Linked DNA regions of Zea mays: region 1 is linked to region 2. The links are chromatin contacts, called in public Hi-C maps. All regions are on one chromosome and are shown on one strand. Each heading gives the region's core, a stretch centred on a gene start, on an enhancer-like site or on the middle of the called end of the contact. The rest is flanking DNA. Distances are from core to core; before and after follow the strand shown.

Region 1 (2,700 bases), core at 146-2,645, 210 kb after region 2:
GCCGGCGGGGCCCCCGTGTGGGGGCTAGCCGGCAAGGTGCGTGCCGGCGCAAAGCGGGACACGATGATTTGGGGCATGGTGGGGAAAGGGCATGCGCCCCGGCCCGCCCGCGCTCGCTCTCGCACCGCATGAATGGGCACTTGAACTCGCCTCGTATCGTCGTCCTGTGGAGGCTAGTGCTAGCTGCTGCCATGCCCTACCGCCTACCGTACCAATGGGAGCACGCCCTCTGCAACCATGTCGCCCGTCGTCCATCCTCGAACCGGCCGGTCCGGGGCAGCCTTATTAGCGTTTTGGTTGGTACCAACTCGAAAAGCCAATCATTCCTTCATGCACTGCTCCTACGTGCTGCGATCATTGCATGCTATGCATGGTAGTATTATAACCAGAGCATGCAGTAGTTCTGGTGGTCTTAGCGCGCGGGCCCAAAGCTAGAAACAAATTAATTCAATTTGTAGCCAAGTGCTAGCTAGCTGCTAGTAGCTAATTCATATGTCATGAAATGTGCACTGACATATACATCCCAGGTTAGCTAGCCAGCTACAAACGTCCGTATTTGTCCACTGCACTGCATGCAAAAGTAGCACTTCGATCAAAAGTACAGTTTTTTTTAAAAAAATTTGACAGCGACTCCAATTTCTGCCGCACAATTCCAAAGGAGGGCCTAGGAGCCTAGCTAGCTAGCTGTCGAAATAATGCAGAATAAAGGTAAGTATTAGGCGGACACACGTTCTTAAATATACATCTCTTCCTATAGTAGATATATAGTATTACATGGAGTACTTAGCATATCTAAAATCGATCTAAGCATTTCGAACCAGACAAGTGGTCAAAAATCTGCAACTTTTAGAGAACGTATGTAGTACTATTTTATATTACTCTGCAGTGCATATGCGGCGAAATTAATCTATTTTGCACCACGCTGGGCAGCATATATATATAGTATGCCCAGGAACCATGCATATACAGATCAAGATAAAAGGCATACCACACCCGGTCACCCGCTATACTATAGTTTTTTTTTATATATGCATTATTCCAGTGGTCAGGTGCATGGATTACAAAAACACTATATAGCAACCACTAGGTCGTCAACCAAGGGGAAATATCATGGTCGCCTTAGCTTTTGGTGGAAAAGAAAAAAAAAAGTCCTAAATCTGGGTGGGGAATAGCTGAAGTTAGCTAGGCCAGCAATTTTGAGCGGAGAGGCTGCCTTTAGGCGGGGGAGGGAGGTGGGGAAGTTATGATTGCACCAATTAAGGAGCCCGCCCCCACAAGTTAATGATTGCTGTCCCAGAAACTACGTACGTATGTGTGAAGTGAGATCCAACATTCCTCCCGCCCCTGCTCCCACCATGTCTTTAAAACCCTCGCTCTCCCCCCCCCACTTCTTTTATCACCTTCATCGTCTATCAGCCAGCTCCATTCTATCTACTGCTACTCTCAGTACTATATATCTATCCGCAGTTCCATAGTTCTTCCAGCTGCTCTACACATACACATACACGCTAGCTCTAGCTCTCACATCGATTGAGATCATCAGAGAGGTGGAAGAAGAAGAAGCTAAGATACCAGATCGAGGAAGAGAGGCGGTGCGGTGGTTGGTAGATGATGGAGAGGGTCGAGGACTTAGGGCTCAGCCTCAGCCTCAGCTCGTCCCTCGCGTCTCCTCGCACTCACCATGTCGCCACCATGCTGCTACGCGCTCCAGGTAAATATATAATGCAATTTGTCTATATATATCTCTGTACTAAGTAGCTATGCTTGGATCTATCAGAGAGTAACTGTGAATGACCATATCAATTAAGCTGTAGCTAGCTCTAGTGTACATGTGTGAGTCTTATGTCTGTCTGACTATATGTAAGATTAGTAGTCAGCAACTAAATACCGTACGTGTATGAGTATGGCTGTCACTCGGATGCATCACATATAATGTATCAGAGAAGAGGTTCCTGGAGATGCCACTGCTGCTGCCCGCGAAGCGGACGACCGAGGTCACCGGCGAGGATGGCCTGCGAGGCGGCAGCGATGAGGAGGACGGCGGCTGCGGCATCGACGGCTCCAGGAAGAAGCTCCGGCTGTCCAAGGACCAGTCCGCGGTGCTCGAGGATAGCTTCCGGGAGCACCCAACTCTCAACCCTGTAAGTACTAGTAGTATAGTAGTAGCAGCTAGCATTAAGAGCTACAGTTCTGTGGTTCATCCTCCCGGCCGCTCACCAAGACTCCTGATGGACGAACGTACAGCTAGGCTAGGCAGCAGTAGCTTTCAATCATTCGCCGGTTCTCGACCTTATCAACCTGCCTGTGACTGTGACTGTGACTGTGAGCTGTACTAACTTGCTTATTAATGGCGTGCAGCGGCAGAAGGCAGCCTTGGCGCAGCAGCTAGGCCTGCGGCCCCGCCAGGTGGAGGTGTGGTTCCAGAACAGGCGCGCCAGGTACGTACGTAGCGCACATGCGATATGTCGCCGCGCGCTAGCTCGTGTGTGCTGATGATCAGCAAGCATGCACTGCATGGCCGGGATTTCTCTCTCTTTTCTGCCCCTCGCTCGATCGCTTCATTCGGTCGTGCAGGACGAAGCTGAAGCAGACGGAGGTGGACTGCGAGTACCTGAAGCGCTGCTGCGAGACGCTGACGGAGGAGAACCGGCGGCTGCAGAAGGAGGTGCAGGAGCTCCGCGCGCTCAAGCTCGTGTCGCC
Region 2 (2,700 bases), core at 43-2,542:
TAATGTACCAAAGTAGATCGTAAGTACCTTTATTAGTTCCTAATTCATATCTACTTAGTGTTGGGTTGACTGGTTTTTGTTTCCTGATTCTGTGTATCAATTGCTCCAGTTATTGATGATGTCTGGAACCATATATCCCTAATACTTTAATGACACTCAGCCTCTAGATACCACTAACCTTATATCATTTGGATTGATTGTCAGCTTCTGCACACTTACATTGTGGTATATGTTCAGCCTGCAGATATCTATCTGATTGATGAACCAAGTGCTTATCTTGATTTGGAGCAGCGTATTGTGGCCTCAAAGGTTATCAAGAGATTTGGTATATGCCCATTCAGCAGTCAGTCACGCACAAAGCCAGAATCTCTGGAGCATTTAAATCAATGCATAAGAACTTTCACCAAACACGTTGATTTAAATGCTCAAGTGTTCCTTGACTTGTGAATTTTGATGTTGACCTTAAAAACTTAATGTCAAAATTTGGATATTAGTCAACTGAAATGCTTTGGTGCCAATGCCTCTCTTCTAAATATGTGTGTTTTTTGCATAATATTTATGTATTAATCATCTCATTGTTTTCTACTGCATCTGCAGGACCAAGCCTGTCTTTATATAAAAGTTCTTATGCAGATTTCTTTGGATCTTCGTGTGCAAATTATCCTTTTTTACTATTTTATATTACTTTTACTTGTACAACCGAAACTTTTTCGGTACCAAAACTGCATTGTTGATTAGGTGGCTGCTACAACACTCATTGACCTTTGTCAACCAATTGGACCAGAAAACACTTCTATATATGTTTTGCCACAACTAAAGGAGCTTTTTGCTGAACTAGCATTTTCTCATGATTCATCTGGTCTTAACCATTCTAAAAAAGATTTAAAAGTTCCGATGAAAATAAAAACAAGCCAATTAAAGTGGAACCCAGATTCAAGTTCTGAATTTATGGAGAACAATGTAAATTTTATGCACACGTTTATTTGGACAATCTTGGAACCGCAAAAGATTAACATCATTTTATTTTTTTGCTGTTATTGATTTCATCATTGAAATAGAAATCGTGTCAGTGTTGCAGTCGTGACATAAGTGGCGGCGATGAAACTTTTAACAGACAAAAAACATTTAGCAGTCACATGTGGCTATAAAAAATGGACTTTGAACAAAATTATTTTAGATTATTTTAAAAGTATCCGTCCTTAGGCTTGGCAGGGCGCCGCGAAGCGCGCAACTTTTTCTAGTGAGATAAAAGATTGAAGATAGAGATACCTGAAGTATACAACAGCCAGCCCAATAATGACATATGGGACACGTCACTATCGAAGAGCTTGTAGTTGTAGGAGCAGATCGCGGTAAGCTTACCACCTAGGCACCGGCGGACCCGCCAGTCCGCCCCTGCATCCAGTGATCCAGTCAATCGCGGACGCCCGCTTGGCCGCTTCCATGGGTTCCATGAGGCGGAGTTCCGTGCGGCTTCTCATAGGGTTCCTGCTAATTCGGCTCAATTGGTGCTCGGTAAGCGTCAGATTTGATTTGGTCTCTGGAGTTTGTATTAGTTTGTTACATCATTGATGATGGATTTGGATTGTTGGGTTTTTTGGGTGTAATCAGGCGGTGGGCGACAAGGGCGCGGAGAAAGTAGGCGTGGCTTTCCCGGTGGTGGTGAGCACCTGGCCGTTCCGTGAGGCGGTCAGAGCGGCGTGGAAGGTGGTTTCGACCGGTGAAGGATGGGGTTCGGCCGTCGATGCTGTCGTCGCTGGCTGCTCCGCCTGCGAGGACCTCCGCTGCGATGGTACAGGTCAGTACCTGCTGGCCTGTTCCCTTGCACGTGTCGTCCTTCATATGTCAAGAGCAAGGCCGAACTTGGGTGGCAATTGCCATGCTGCCCTCTGAAGCACATTGTTGATGCAGCAGCATTATCACATTGATTGGAAACATGATGCAACATCAGGGACTACAATAGAAATGGGTTGTTAAGTTTTATGGTTTGGATCTGGATTACCTGTTGACTGTTGTATGCCAATATTGTTGCTTTCATCTGTAGTCCTGCACCAGTAAAGTACAGTGTCAGTATCAATTGCAAATGTTGTTCAATGCCTTGTGCCAGACGTGCCACGTTAGAGGCTTAGAGCTCTTTTTCCCCAGTGTGCCATCATAAGAGCTGATCAATATTCAAAATTTGTATAGGTGTATAACAGATTGGATTTGGATTTCTCTACAGATTACGTGTGCTTCTGGTATGCTGCTGTTCTCTGCCACGCACCGATCGGAGGTTGTACGTGTGGAGGATCGGTGGGCGCGGTTTGAAGGCTGAACGGCGGCGAGGAGCCAGCGATCGTGAGAGAAGGAAAACAAGGTGGCGGCTAGGGTTGGACTCCCGGCTCTCTACAGGAAGCCGGAAACAATGTGTTTCTGCTTGATCTATAGAGTGGTGCTTACAATTATTTATACTCCCTTCTAGTCCTTATCTAATGAGATAGATCTCCTCTTTTCTCTCTAACAAATCTTATCTTCTAATCCCTATCTTCTCTCTAACAAATCTTATCTTCTAATCCCTATCTTCTCTCTAACAAATCTTATCTTCTAATCCTTATCTGCATGCTTATCTTCTAATCCTTATTTGCATGCTTATGCTGTTGCCCGGCGCCTATAGTGGCGGCCGGTCATAACATCTCTCCCTGCCTGCGCAAACAGCTCGTC

Evidence for each region. A called contact is a pair of places that touch in the nucleus more often than the background predicts.
Region 1: a contact with region 2 is called in a Hi-C map of bundle sheath, with 3 times the contacts expected there. The contact joins the promoter of LOC100285975 here to the promoter of LOC100280081 in region 2. A contact is called at or near these places in 5 of 25 Hi-C or Micro-C datasets (bundle sheath, ear, endosperm and 1 more).

Annotation. Positions count from the first base shown.
Region 1 is chr2:21,842,698-21,845,397 of Zm-B73-REFERENCE-NAM-5.0, forward strand. It overlaps LOC100285975, which reads left to right and starts at 1,396. Exons shown (of 4, transcript NM_001158864.2): 1 at 1,396-1,711; 2 at 1,942-2,141; 3 at 2,359-2,438; 4 at 2,575-2,700. The coding sequence starts at 1,609.
Region 2 is chr2:21,635,726-21,638,425 of Zm-B73-REFERENCE-NAM-5.0, forward strand. LOC100280081 reads left to right here and starts at 1,293. Exons shown (of 7, transcript NM_001153019.2): 1 at 1,293-1,515; 2 at 1,612-1,798. The coding sequence starts at 1,444. LOC111590821 (a long non-coding RNA gene) reads right to left here and starts at 1,403. Exons shown (of 2, transcript XR_002749933.2): 1 at 1,270-1,403.